Linked DNA regions of Mus musculus: regions 2 and 3 are each linked to region 1. A link is a contact called in public HiChIP or PLAC-seq and promoter capture Hi-C data. All regions are on one chromosome and are shown on one strand. The core of a region is the stretch at or near the end of the contact, and the rest is flanking DNA. Distances in the headings are between cores, read along the strand shown. Region 1 holds the start of Npas1 (neuronal PAS domain protein 1). Region 2 overlaps Gm38499 (predicted gene, 38499). Region 3 holds the start of Eml2 (echinoderm microtubule associated protein like 2).

The links. Promoter capture Hi-C pulls out the DNA fragments that hold promoters and counts their contacts. HiChIP or PLAC-seq counts read pairs in DNA pulled down with a chosen protein or histone mark.
Region 2: a contact with region 1 is called in a promoter capture Hi-C map of stem cell-derived epiblast-like cells, with 3 times the contacts expected there. The contact joins the enhancer-like site here to the promoter of Npas1 in region 1. A contact is called at or near these places in 6 of 39 promoter capture datasets (cranial neural crest, frontonasal cranial neural crest, hippocampal neurons and 3 more).
Region 3: an H3K4me3 HiChIP or PLAC-seq map of embryonic forebrain shows a contact between it and region 1, with 9 times the contacts expected there. The contact joins the promoter of Eml2 here to the promoter of Npas1 in region 1. A contact is called at or near these places in 1 of 39 promoter capture datasets (liver) and 1 of 115 datasets of contacts at active chromatin or transcription factors (embryonic forebrain).

What each region holds. Positions count from the first base shown.
Region 1 is chr7:16,474,504-16,479,246 of GRCm38.p6, reverse strand. Npas1 (neuronal PAS domain protein 1) reads left to right here and starts at 2,467. Exons shown (of 12, transcript NM_008718.2): 1 at 2,467-2,602; 2 at 3,563-3,740; 3 at 4,419-4,654. The coding sequence starts at 3,619.
Region 2 is chr7:19,255,613-19,260,355 of GRCm38.p6, reverse strand. Gm38499 (predicted gene, 38499) reads right to left here. Exons shown (of 2, transcript NM_001370864.1): 2 at 3,810-4,743. The coding sequence ends at 4,516. It overlaps Vasp (vasodilator-stimulated phosphoprotein), which reads left to right. Exons shown (of 13, transcript NM_009499.3): 8 at 889-940; 9 at 1,091-1,124; 10 at 1,337-1,382; 11 at 1,463-1,553; 12 at 2,437-2,494; 13 at 2,602-3,427. The coding sequence ends at 2,639. Among named protein-coding and RNA genes, the nearest start is that of Gm38499, 8.5 kb to the right of the region's middle. Within about 2 kb of position 2,850, at least 72 of the 459 cell types and tissues checked have an H3K27ac peak or open chromatin away from gene starts, as enhancers often do. A contact at or near this core is called in stem cell-derived epiblast-like cells, where this site is marked.
Region 3 is chr7:19,174,418-19,179,160 of GRCm38.p6, reverse strand. Eml2 (echinoderm microtubule associated protein like 2) reads right to left here and starts at 2,740. Exons shown (of 22, transcript NM_001347582.1): 1 at 2,400-2,740. The coding sequence starts at 2,547.

The DNA.
Region 1 (4,743 bases), core at 1,218-3,717:
AACATTCTGGACTCTTCTAACATCTACACACACACACACACACACACACACACACACACTTGAACTCACCATGTAGACTCAGATCTTCAAGACTATCTCCCCTGTAGAAGCCTCTAAAAAAATACTTTATGGGGCTAGAGAGATGGCTCAGCGGTTAAGAGCACTGACTGCTCTTCCAAAGGTCCTGAGTTCAAATCCCAGCAACCACATGGTGGCTCACAACCATCTGTAATGGGATCCAATGCCCTTTTCTGGTGTGTCTGAAGAGAGCAACAGTGTCGTCACATACATGAAATAAATAAATCTTTTAAAATAACACTTTACATATTTATTTATATTATGTTTATGAATGCTCTGTCTGAATGTACACCGGCGTGCCAGAAGAGGGCATAAGATCCCAGCATAGATGGTTGTGAGTCACCATGTGGTTGCTGGGAATTGAACTCAAGACCTCTGAAAGAGTAGCCAGTGTTCTTAACCACCGAATCATCATCTCTCCAGCCTGTCTCCCCTGTTGGGATTAAAGTGTTTTTTGTTTGTTTGTTTTTTGTAGCATACGATGCCTGTAATCTCAGTGTTTGGGAGAGGGGATGAGGAGGACCAAGAGCTCAAGGCCAGCCTGGGTTAAGTGAAACCGTGTCTCAAAAAAAAAAAAAAAATTAGAAGCTAAATTAAGATGTGACAGTAAGCCAGGCAGTTGTGGCACATGCCTTTAGTTCCAGCACTTGGGAGGCAGAGACAGGCAGATTTCTGAGTTCGAGGCCAGCCTGGGCTATAGAGTGAGTTCCAGGACAGCCAGGGGCTACACAGAGAAACCCTGTCTTGAAAAACAAACAAACAAACAAACAAAAAGATGTGACAGTAAGACTTGGCAGTAGTGAGGATGCTCCTACACTCAGGCAGGAAGCCTGTATCAGGTTCATGTCAGCCCTCTCCTAATTAGGGGCTAGTTATCTGGAAGGCCTGTTATTTCCAGGATGCTCTACCACCTTGCTGAATCCCCAGACTTTCAGTTATTTCTTTGTCTTTTGTTTGTTTGTTTGGGGGATTTTTTTTGTTTGTTTTTGTTTTTGTTTTTTGAGACAGGGTTTCTCTGTGTAGCCCTGGCTGTCCTGGAACTCACTCTGTAGACCAGGCTGGCCTCCAACTCAGAGATCTGCCTGCCTCTGCCTCCCGAGTGCTGGGATTAAAGGTGTGCGCCACCACTGCCTGGCTGTTTGGGAGATTTTGTTGTTTGATTTTTTTATTTGTTTTTGTTTTTCAAAACAGACTTTCTCTGTGTAGCCCTGGTCGTCCTAGAACTCACTCTATAGAGCAGTCTGACCTCGAACTCAGCGGCTTCTTTTTACATTCTGTGAGTGCGTGTTGGGGTGGGGGGTCCTCACGTGTGTCAGGGGACAACTCAGGGAATTGGTTCTTTTCTTCCACTGTGTGTGTTCATGGAATCAAGCAGGCCATCTGGGCTGGTGGCAAGCCATTTACCCATGAGACATCTTGCCAGTGCCTGTGTGTGCTCACACGCATTCCATGGTTGCAGCCCATGTGGAGGTCAGAAGGCAGTCTCGTCTCTTCTCGCCTTGTTTGAGACAGTCTCCTGTCAGGTAACCAGGCTGGCCTGCCAGCTTCCCAGGGCCCTCTTGCTGCGCACTGTCGGACTGCTGGTGTGACAGACACACAGCGGGACTACCTTAGACTTTGTGTGGTTTCTAGGGATTTGTACCCAGGTTGGCCTCACACTCTTCCGCCACAAGCTTTATGCTCTGGGCTGGCCATTCTCCCAGCTCAGCCACACTTTAGTTTTTGAGACAGGATCTCCCTCTGGATCCCAGACTGCATTCATTTTATAGCCCAGGCTTGACTCCAACTTGTGCAATCCTCCTGCCTCAGCATCCCAAGTGCTGGGCTTAACAAGTGAGTGCCACCACATCCCGCTGTTTCCCCATTCTCACTTATAAAGGTGGGTGCCCACAAGTTGGGGCTCTAGTTCCAATGGGAGGCATAGAGACAAGACCTTGGGGCCCTGGGCTATATCGTCCCCTTAACAACCAAGACCTGGGTAAACGAAGGAGTCAGGTGCCCAGGCCACGACCTGACCTTAATGGAGTCTGGCATCCTGGAATTCTCACTTGGGAAGAGAGATTGTGAAAGGCCCCGATTTACATCTCTAGAAGGGGCACTGATGTCCGAGTGTCCTTTCCTACTGAACTATGGTGCAGATTGCCCCAAGAGTTCCAAGGGGTGGCTGGGGCGCCGGGGGGAGGGTTCTATAACTGAAGATGGCGATCGTGGTGGGACTCCAGGGTGGAGAGGCTGGCAGAGCTTCCTGATGTGGTCAAACGGTGAGGATACTCAGACACACCAGGCCAACACTATCCCAGATAGTTCCCGGAATGGGAACTATCCAGCAGGCAGGGGCCGCTGTAGGCGGGGCGAAGACAGGCACCGCCCCTCGCCGCCGCTGTCCGTGGTCTCAAAGTCTGCGAGGCCGCCGTGGGCGCCGAGAGCCGGGCTCCCCAGCCCGCGCGCCCCGGGGTCTATGGAGCGGCCCCTCCACGCCACCCAGTGGACCCCACGCCGCGCCCCGAGCACGCCCAGCGGCCAGGTAACCATGTCGGGAGTCCTGCGGGTGCGGGACGCCTGAAGGTTTGGCGGGAGGAAATGGGGACTTCTGGGTCCTGCTGGGATGCGAGGCTGAGAGTCTTGGTAACCTGGAGGCCACGGCATCCGGACACCTATACCGCCGGGATCCAGAAAGTGGTGCATGGTTGTTGGGGTCCTGGTCACAGAGGCTCAGGGGACTGATTAGACGTCAGCGCGTTTTGGGGAGGCTTGGAGGCCACCTGGATGCTGGGGACATGGTCGGCCTGGACGCCTAATCGTGAAGAGGAAAGAACCAGATGGACACGTCCCTGGCTCTAAAGGATCTGGATTCCAGTACCTGGGCCCCGAGTGTCGCGTCCATCCTGGAGTGACCAGCGGTGTCATAGACCAGGGTCTTACGCCCTGGTCTTTAGGGAGGAAGTTGTACATTAGGGATATTTAGCAACCGGGTCAGGTGGCGCCACCCCGAGGGGCTTGAGTGCTTCCTGGGCAGGACTTGGGGTGGGGTCCCTCTGTCCTCCCTGCCTCCTTAGCCCAGGCTAGGAAGTGGGTGTAGCTGCAGACCTGGGGAGTGGGACTCTGGGGATAGCTTTGGGGAACAGGTCCTTCGGGTGCTGGGAGCTATGGGGGGGATGGAGCCCAGAGCGTCTGGGCCCCAGCGAGGAGCCCGCCCCAGCGCAGCTTGGGCATGCTTGGCACGCAGCGCGCGGGCCGGTCCGATCCGTATGCGCGCCGCGTGCGCCCATTGGTATGCGGGAGCCGGCCCGGCGCGGGCGTGAGGCGGGCGCGCTGGCGGGCCGCGCGGGGGAGGCGGCGGCGGGGCACGTCCTCACCCGAAGCGCCAGGGTGGGAACCGCGGCTTCCCAGGAAGGGGAAACTGAGGAACGCATCTAAGGCAGCTCCTGGCTTGACCCTTGGGCACACGCACGCACCTCAGTTTCCCTGGACGTTCTTCCTCCAGGGAACTGAGCCCCACCTGCGACTCCTTCGCACCTGAATTCCCGAGTCCCCGTCGAGATGGCGACCCCCTATCCCAGAAGCGGTGGCCGAGGTGAAGTCAAGTGCGGGGGCGGCCGTGGAGCCGGCGTCCCCTGGGATTTCCTGCCTGGGCTGATGGTCAAGGCCCCGCCCGGACCCTGGTGAGCAAATCTGCCCCTGAATGGCCTCTCCCCCGAAGGCGTGCGGGGGTGGGGGGCTTCACAGCCTTTCAGATGACATTCATCCTCTGGCCTGTGCCCTGACCCATATCTAGACTTCCGTCACCCTCACTTATTGCTGAGTTCTGTTTTTAGTCCCCCAGCTGCGAATTCACCCCGACATTCTCAGGCTAAAGAGAAGGTTCTGTCCCCAGCCCCGTGGCCTGACATCCCAACTGAAGCAGGAGGCTCGCCAGTTCAAGGCTAGCCTGGACAAATAAGAACTTATCGCAAAAGGCAAAAACATTAGCCGGGCGTGGTTATGTACGCCTTTTATCTCGGTGCTCCGGAGGCAGAGGCAAGCTTCTCTCTACAAGTTTAAGGCCAGCCTGGTGTACATAGTAAGACCCCCGTCTCCAAAAAAACAAAAACAAAAAAACAAAAAACAAACCTGAGGAATGTAGTTCGGTGGTAGACCTTCAGTTCAAACCCTAGTACCCCAAATACCATAGCAATAATTAAATTATTATTATTATTATTATTATTAAATAAAGGTTCTGTCCCTGTCCTCAAAAGCCAGCAGGGATGTAGAATTCGCACTCAGGCCTATCCCACTTCCTAAAGTGCTGGGACCGCGTTTCCAGGACTCTTACTGACACCTCCTCCATGCCGCCCGCCCAGCCTGCAGGCGCAGCGCAAAGAGAAGTCCCGCAACGCTGCGCGCTGGCGACGCGGGAAGGAAAATCTGGAGTTCTTCGAGCTAGCCAAGCTGCTCCCTCTGCCCGGTGCCATCTCCAGCCAGCTGGACAAGGCGTCCATCGTGCGTCTTAGCGTCACCTACCTCCGCCTGCGTCGTTTTGCCGCGCTGGGGGCGCCGCCCTGGGGGTTGCGGGCCGTCGGGCCTCCGGCTGGCCTCGGTGAGTGCGCATGCTCACGCTGCCAAGTTCTGCCCTGCCGCCCCACCCCCAGCCTTGGGGACAGGATTGAGAAAGCCAGGCCTGCCCTC
Region 2 (4,743 bases), core at 1,601-4,100, 2.8 Mb before region 1:
AGCCATGTCCAGGACACGATGCTGGAGACTCAGCCCCTGAGGTGGCTCACAGACTGTAAAGTGCTTGAGCCATGAGAGATTCTTACACTCTGAAAGCTTAGATTCTTAGACACCCAGCTTGCTGACCTAGGAACTAACTCCTCGTCGCCCTTAGAATGCTTAAGATTTCCAGATGTGGAAATTATGGGGGACCCCTCCAGATTCTAGAGGAACAATCTCTGGACTGGATTTTTCCTTAAATTTTCAAGCTATTTCTTTTTATTTATCGTATATATGAGTGTGCCCATGACTCCCCGGAAGAGAGGTCTCTCCTTCCACCACGTGGGTTCTGTGACTAGGAGTCAAGTTGTCAGGGTTAACAGCCAGCACCCTTCCTTACTGAACCATCTCAGCAGCCCTGAACTGGATTGTTGCTGTTGCTGTTCTCAGCCCTGGCTAGGCTGGAACTTAGAATGATGACTCTTCCGCCTCTGCCTCTCACATACTGGGATTACAGCCTTGTGCCATGTAATACATTCTGTCCCATGTTGTTTTTTTTTTTTTTTTTGAGACAGTCACTCGCTGTGTAGACTAGGGCGGCTTTGAACTCACAGAGATCTGCCTGCCTCTCTTTTTAAAAGTCTTGCTACATTTATTTATTCACTGTGTATGTCTGTTTATGTGGGGGTTAGAGGATAAGCTGCAGGACTCAGTTCTCTCCATCAGCCTTCACAGAGGTCTTTGGGATTAAATCAGGTGGTTCTGCTGGTACAAGCATCTCTCTCTGCTGAGCTATCTTGCAGGCCCCTTCTTTAACTTTCCAACCTCTCCTGGAATTTAGCAGTGGGAAGGGGTCCTGTTGAGTGGCAGAGTGTGAACTGTAGCTTGTCCTTGCTTGCCCCTCTGCAGAAGAAAAGCCACACAGGTTGGGGAGAAGCCCCCCAAAGACGAGTCAGCCAGTGTAAGTAGGGGGCTTTTCCTGCCCTATATTCCTTATGGTGTACACTAGTACCCTAGGGCAGGGAGGAGGTGTTACAGGGCTGAGCTGGCTTTGGACCTGAATATTGGCATAGAAAGGGTAGTTTATGATACTTGTATTTACCGCCAACAGGAGGAGTCAGAGGCCCGACTCCCTGCCCAGAGTGGTGAGTGATAGCCCTGTTCTATCCATAGAAACTATAAATCCAAGGACACATTGTTCTTGTTTTAAAAGCACTACAGGGGAAAATCTGTGAAAACAGTACTGGGGATTGTAGTTTTCTAAAATTCTTTGGCCTGGTGAGTTGAGTGGTGGTATGGTACTGTGGGGGCAATGCTTGTCTCTGATCTTTATTTGTTGCCCCACCCACCCACCCAGAACCTGTGAGAAGACCCTGGGAGAAGAACAGCACAACCTTGCCAAGGTAGGCTATAAATATTGGGGAGGAACATAATACAACCCCTGGGATAGGACCCTCACTCCTGCCCTGTGCCATCTCTTCAGGATGAAGTCGTCCTCTTCTGTGACTACCTCCGAGGCCCACCCCTCGACGCCCTGCTCCAGTGATGACTCCGACTTGGAGAGGGTGAAGCAGGTAGCTTGGGGAAATAGCTAGAAAGATGCCAGGAGAGACAGACCTGGCTCCAGAATGGTTCTAGGAAAGGCTGAGAAACCTCTTCTAGCCTGAGGAAAGGAGTTGGTGGGTGGGGCCCAGGGGACAGACGCCCACACTTTCCCAGTAGCTATAGCAGACCGTACCAGTCTATCACTCATTCCTGCTGAGTCCCCAGAATCCTCAGTGGCTCGAGCTATCCATCTCTAGTCACAGTTGGCAGGAGACTATGTACATTTGGCAAGCTTGCTCCTGGATGTTCTCCAATACTGTTCTGCTGGCCCCAAAGATCTAGAACTCTCCTGTAGAACATTCCCATCATTTTGTGACCTTGGCAGCTGTGTTAAAGGATGAGGGAAGGGTTGTTGAACCAGCTTTCTCTGTCTTCAGTCAAGAAGGAAGGGAAGAGAACCTGGCTAATCAGAAGAGTGCCAAGAACTCCCCTCCTCCCCACCCAAGTGAGGGGCTGGGGGCGTGGCTCAGTGGTAAAGCCTAGAATCCTCCAGAGAGGGGCTGGGGCGTGGCTCAGCAGTAGTGTGCTTAAGTAGCATTTAAGATGCCCTACGATCCGTCCCTGTCCCTGAAATAAAGTGGACTGTTTGGTGACTAAGCAGGTAAAGGTGGCTGTGCCACTCTTAACCGAGTTCTAGCCACAAAAACAACATGGTAGAAGAAGTGAATTCTTTCAAGCTGTTCTCTGACCTCCACCCCAGCGACGTGTATGTATGTACCTCACTCTTGCTTGCACATCCCTTACGCTCACATGCACACACCTGCACAAGCACACAAGCAAGTGTTCATGTTTAAGAACCTTAGATAAGTTGGAGTAAGAGAGTCCGGGACCACTCTTGATTGGTTCTTTCAGGAGCTTCTGGAAGAGGTGCGGAAGGAGCTACAGAAAATGAAAGAGGAAATCATCGAAGGTGAGGCACCTCTGTTGTAACGCAGGCCCTTGTGTTCATGGGAAGTGCCTGCCTTGGAAGGGAAGACAGTGGAGACTGGCCTGACTTGTGCCTCTCATTCCTTCCAGTCTTTGTCCAGGAGCTGAGGAAGCGGGGTTCTCCTTGACTACAGGGACCCAGAAGACCCATTTCTTCTTTCTGTACTTCCTGCCTGGCACCTGCTTTCCCTGCCTCTACTTGACCAAGAGTTACACAAGAATGCGTTCTCCCCCGCCAGCTCCCACTTGGAAGATTCCACGTGGGGTGTGGCTTCCTGGTGCCATGGTCACACCCACGCTGGCTGCTGATTGGATAAGGAGGTCCCACCCCTTTGTTTTCTTTGGTCCTTTCCCTTCACCATCCCCTTGGGGCTGGTTCCTCTGCTGGGGATGGACCGAGTAACCCCGCAGTGAGGGAAGGAAGGAGGGGTCTCACCTTCTCTTGTTCTGGATTCACTTTAACGCTTTAATGCCTTGGAATTTTTTTTTAAGAAAAAGTATATATATATATTTGGGTTTGGGGGCGGGGAAGGGAAATTTTTTTCTCTTTGGTTTTGATAAAAATGGGGTGTGGGAGTTTTTAAATGCTAGACCCCAGGCTTGTCCCATCGGAGGCAGCTATATATAAGAGGGGAGGTATCCCACTAGGTGGGGGGTATTTCCCCCACCCCTGGGACACCCTTTTGCCTTGGCTCCTCCCTCTTTTCTATGAGGAATTAAGATTCTTTAACTTTTTTGGAACCTCAGTTTTGTGGTTTTTTTATTTGGGTTAGGATTTCAGGGTCCAGACCATTTTTGCCCTCCGGGAAGATGAAGTGAGGGGGAGAAGAGGAAAAATAGGTCCTCCGACTTCTACACCATAGCTTCTTGGACACGGGCCCTCGCTGAATAAATCTGCAGTTTTTATAAATGCAAAGGTCTCTGGAGTACTTTAAATGCTATGCCCCATCAAAGGCAGCTATATGAGAGGGGAGGTATCCTACCAGGAAAGGAGGGTTGCTGACAGCTGTGGGCGCCCTTGCAAGAATTCTGCTTCTCACTTCCGGTTCTACATACATTCCTGGTTCAGTCACGCCCCTTCTCTCTGTGGTCCTCACCAGCCTGCTTCCTCCATCCTGCAGTGTCTGCAGACTGTGTGGTTAAGTCTTACAGCTTAACGCTGGGTTGACTTCTTTACCTGGGAAGGGTCTCAGAAGATGACTGCCCCCCCCCCATTAGGAGTCCCCCTCCCGTAGTTCTTTCCTAACTGAAATGGATGACACGCCTGCCCACTCAACAAATAATGGTTTGAGACACTCTTTAACCTGGGGCTCCTTTAATTATAAAACATTTTAAATTCATAAACCACTCCTTCGTGGCCCAGTGGGTTAGCAAAGAGTGGGTAAGGGAGTTATTTGGTTTTCTGGAATGTCCCATTTGGACAGAAGGTGAGGCTGCTGTTCGCCATATTTTAAGTGGCTTTTTACCCGGAAGATCAAAGGCAGTAAGGGAGGGTGATCCTGAGAATACCGTGAAACAAACAGGTGGGTGGTGGCACTGGCCCACATGGTAAGGGTGCAGGTGGGTCCTTTACAAAAGGCCAGTTATGGGGGTGCGGTGGGGTAGGCAGAGTGACTGAGCAGGGCAGGGCAGACCCCATCCTCTTTCCCTAAAAAGTGAGGTAGATGGAGGGAGATGGGGCTCCAGAACCTAAGGCAGGGAGTATGATGGGCCAGTAAGGTTGTTAGACGGCTCCCCAACACACTGCCCTCCTTTCCAAGTACAGCATTCAAGCAATGGTGGTTTTGGTTAGGGGAGCTGGAAGGGTTCCTGTCATGTCCCACCAGTGGGTTAAAGAGACCCCGTGGGAAGGGGTACTCACACCTCTCTCAGCCTAGGACCCATCTGTCCCCAGAGACCAGGGCACGTTAGCTGGCACCATTTGGGGGTGGGCCCATGCAGAGAGGTCAGTCATGTGACAAGCCCAGACAACAGTCCACGTCCAAGGCCAGAGTCCTGCGGCCTCTACTCCTTGGGGGCCTCAGGACACTGGAGTTCAGGCTTAAGCTCTGGCTCATAGCAATCTTTACAGATCTGGGTTCTGAACTTCTGTAGCTCATCTTGAAGCTCTGCCCGCAACTCTGCTTGCAACTCTGTCCGCAGCTCCGCCCGCAGCTCTGCCCGCAGCTCTGCCCGCAGCTCATCCAGTGAGTTCCTGGGCAATGCTGCCTGCACCTGCACCTGCACCTCGTC
Region 3 (4,743 bases), core at 1,491-3,990, 2.7 Mb before region 1:
CGGGACGGGACGGGACGGGACGGGAGGGGTGCGGGGGAGCGCTCCAAAGACCAGGAGAGTCTCTCTGGCTTTTCGGGGTCTGTCCGGGACCAGCCCCACTCTCTGCTTTTCCTGCAACCTGGGGCCGATGAGGATGCGCGGAGATGGGCCGAAGAGGAGGGTTCCGGCAAGGAGGAAGGAAATCCCCACCTCCTCTCTCTACCACAGTGTCCTGACCATGCGACCTTGGGGGAAGTCCCTCTTTTTCATACAGATTCCACCAATTCCGGGGCCTCGCTTTGGTTTTAAGATTCTGTGACTAAGATGTGAAATATCCTTTAAGTCGTATCAGCATTTTAAAGATGACATCAAGCTATTCCCAGTGACAACGTTCTAGAACGCTCTCCCAACGTCCTCTGATGAACGACAATATTCTGTCACGGGTACCAACATTCGCTCGCTGTATCCAAGACTTTTCAAGCTCAAAAGGTCCAGTCCTGTTCATCCCTTCCCCTCGTTCTCCTCTCCAACGGGTTCGCCCCGCCAAGAAGCCCTAAGGACAGAGCTTCTATGACCCCTGGCGGCCGACATGGGGATTACAGGACAGAGATGACACCCGATCGCTTTCCCCACAGGGAGTTTCTGTCCTCTGGTCCCACTTTATGTTGCCTCTATAGCCCCACCTCAGATTTAGCTCTTTTCCTTCTCTTCCGTCTATTGATTCAGTTTTAAATGACTCCCTCATCATTTTCCTTTCCCGTCCTTCCTCCCACGGGGGTGGGGGATTCTAAGTGGCCCTCCTCCACCTCCCTTCCAGACCACTCCTACCCAGACTCATTGCTGAGACAATCTAGGAGACCCTGGCTTCCAGCCCGTGTCAAGTAAAGATGGTAGCAGGAACAGCTAGCGGGCTCGGAGGTCTCACTTGCCATCCCGAGTCCTGTGTCCGTCACTAAGCCAGCCGCGCCTGCCCGCTGGACTCACGCACTGCAGCCTCCTGTTCCACCCCCTCCCTCTCCCTCCGTGATCCAATCGCCTGCCTTGTCCTGCCACCCCGTCCTCTACCCCCACCCACCCAGTGCTCCGCAGGTTCGGTGTCTGGACCTGCAGAAGGAGGGGGGAGGGGGGCTCTCGAGGTCGGAGGGAGAAGATTGCAGAGACTTGAGACCTCTATCGGGAAGTCCCAGGGTCCTGTGAAGAAGACGGTGTCAGGGAGTTTAGAGATAAGCCAAGGACTGCACAGCCAGTAGGGGGTAGGGGAGCCAGCAACCCACCTTATTTTGAGCCCTTTTCTACCTCCGGTAAATAATGTTACCGTTGGAAATACAAGAGCTAGGCCCCACACTTAACATGTTTCCCACATCATGATATGAGCTTAATAAATCCAAAATAAGATGAACCAATAAATATGGCAGCTATCCCACCCCCACCCTCTACTCTGATGGCTGTAGAGGCCTCATCAAGGACTGTCATCCAGAAGATCCCAGCCACTTGATTCGGACACAGCTTTTCTTTCAGGACCAGAACCCATACTTGGCCTAGCCTGAGACACCCTGTGGTCCTTAACCTTTAGAAGGTAGATGGGGGATTAAATAACATTCTAGTTCCTTTGCCAACTCTAGGGGTCCCTAGCAAAGTGTTTGTGTGCCCAAGGGAGTGACCTCCAAACTCTGAGATGATCCTTTGGCAAGGCCCCCTGATTGACATGGGGGCACATTGACCCTGAACGGTCGTCAGCTTTCATCTGAGGCCTTGCTTGGCCTGATGGTCCCACCCCATGACTCAAGCTCTTGGCTTCCTCCTGGACGTTTTCCTGGCCTAGAGACCAGTGTCCACTCTCCGCGTCTCTTTACCTCTCCACTCCTCCAGCCCAGCTCCCCTCGTACTAAAATGGCCCTACTGGCGCCATACACATTTGTCTAGGGGAGAAGAGGATTCTACCTGGGGTGGGGAGAGGGGGCAGAGGCAAAGCTGAAGACAGTGCAGTGTACAGAAAGTCTTCTGCTGTTTTACTATTCCCAAGCCCAGCCCTCAATTCAGCATTTCCCCCTGCTATGCCCAAAGACAGGGAAGGGTCCCGGGGAAGGGGCTGAGGAGGTAGGGGGCAGAAAGAGTTCCACATCGAGCTGACTCCCTACCCCAACCCCAGGTCTGCCCTCTCCCTCACAGGCTCCTCTACGATCTTTACCCTTCCCTCTGTCTGGACACCTTCGGAGCAGGTGTTTGTTGGGATAGGGGGAGCAGGATCGTGACTTTGGGGATAAAGGACCTTGTTTTGGGGTCAGAATCCTGTTGATGAGGAGAAAGGGAGAATCTCTCACAAGGGAGGAGATAAGGACTTGGAAGAAAAGGGTTGGGGCAGGAGGAGGTAGGTCCACCCTGGGCGGGGCCAGGGTCTGAACTAGGAAGGGGGCTCTCACCGTTGCAGTATTGCAGCAGAGAGGACGTGTCGTAGAGGCCGCAGAAGGCCGGGCCGCGCTCCGCCATTGCCCCACCACAGCCACCGCCGGCCCCCGCAGCCCCAGCTCGGGCCCGGTCCCCCCCCCAGGCCCTGCCTCCCGTTGCCATAGCAACGCCCTTCGTTCCAGCATCCCCAGCACGGCCCACCCAGCATCAGGCGGCCGGCTCTGAGCCTGGCACAGGGGTCATCCCCTAGGATGCCCTGTAAGGGTGTCGAGAGACTGCTCTGTCCGTTCCCCCAACCCCCGCAACAGTCTTCAGGTCAGGATTGGCTGCGTCGGGGTCCCCCTAGGTACTGTCTGGTCCCTCCCACAAACCTGAGTGTATTCTCTCTACACCCTCCTCTCCCGTTAGGAACCAATGAGAGTCTGTCGCGCAGGCTCCTCCGCCAATAAGGATGCGGACGGGTTTGAAGGGGCAGGGTCCTTCCTGCTTTTCATCCTGAAGCGTCGCCCCTCAGCTCTGGAAGGAGGATGGGGTGAAAGAAGACACTCCTATTCCCGAAAGCCTCCTCTAAATCTTTTATCTGATTTCCCATAAGTCCCCTCGCACGACCAGAACTTGACATTGAAACCTTAAATATGACAGGTTATTCTATAACCTGCGCCTGTATCCTAGCCGGATCCCCGCTCCTTGTTTATTAGAGCTAGACACGCCCCCAGGGCTCTTAGCTCCACCCCCTAAATCTAGAAACAACAAAAGTTCTAATCCCGCCCCTAGAGCAAATAGCCACACCCCCTTGAACATCTCAGGACTGGAACCTTGGACCAGACGCTCTAGTAGAGTTAGCCCCGCCCTCAGAATTTAGAGCCCGCCCTCAAGTCATTAGCCCCGCCCTAACCTTCCAATCCACTTCATCCACAGAAGCTATTAGCTCCTACAATCCTCCTCTCTCAGGAAGGCGTTATCCAGTCCGTATTTTGACAGAGACCCAGTTGTGAAACCCGGGACCAGCTGGCGGTGTCAGTCAGAGCAGGCTCGGAAACTGGGGAACTAGGAGGGAAGGAGGGGGTACAGAAACTGACAATGGATTTAAAGATGGGGCCGCCTTTCCCAAGTCATGACCCAGACCACGGGGTTCATTTTGCTTTGTTTTGTTGTCTTGTATTTTTGAGTGAAGACATTACTCTATAGTCCAGCCCAGCCCACACCCTACCCTGCGCCCGCTCTGCCATACCTGGGTTTTTTGTTGTTGTTTGAATCAGGGTCTTATATAGCCTAGGCCAGTTTTGAACTCCTTACCTTCATGCTCTGTCTCCATTTCCCAAAATCTGGAGTTACAGGCCAGTGACTCCATCCCTACCTATGTTAGTTTTTTTTTCTTCTTCTTCTTCTTCTTCTTCTTCTTCTTCTTCTTCTTCTTCTTCTTCTTCTTCTTCTTCTTCTTCTTCTTCTTCTTCTTCTTCTTCTTCTTCTCTTTTTCTCTTCTCTTCTCTTCTCTTCTCTTCTCTTCTCTTCTCTCTTTCTCTCTTCTTTTCTTTCTTCCTTCCTTTCTTTCTTTTTAAAGATTGGGTCTCACTATGTAACCTTGGCTGTCCTGGAACTTGATATATAGTCCAGACTAGTCTCCAACTCAGTAGAGCCTCCTGCCTCTGCCTCAGGACTGCTGGAGTTAAGTGTCACCACAGCCAGACCTCTGGCTCTGGGTTTTTGTTTGTTTGTTTTGTTTTGTTTTTTGATGTATTCCTCTCTGTTGTCCAGTCTAGCAAAAAACTAAGTAGCCCAAGTTGCCTCAGACTTGTGATCCTTCTGCCTCAGCCTTCCAAGTACTGGGAAAACATTAGCTTCACTCCTAGTCTACCTATGGTTTGTTTTGATATAGGTCTCATGTACCTGAGGCTGGCCTCCAACTCATTACATAGCTAAGAGAATGGTGTCTGATGAGTTTCTAATATTCCTGCTCCAAACCCTCTGGTACTGGGATTAATAGGCATATACCACAAGGCCCAATTTCAGAAAATATGCTTGTTCCTGATTTGTTCTTGTTCTTTTGTTTTTTAAAAGATTTATTTATGTTATATGAGTACACAGTAGCTGTCTTCAGACATACCAATAGTCCAGAGGTCCTGAGTTCAATTCCCAGCAACCACATGGTGGCTCACAACCATCTGTAATGGGATTGGATGCCCTCTTCTGGTGTGTCTGAAGATAGCAACAGTATACTTACATACATTAAACAAACAAATATTTTTAAAAAGGAAAAAAAGAAGAAAAAAGGGAAGAAGTATTTATACCCAAAGCTGAATGGTTTCTGGGCAAAAAAAAATATATATATAAAAATATAAAAATAATAAAAAATAAAAA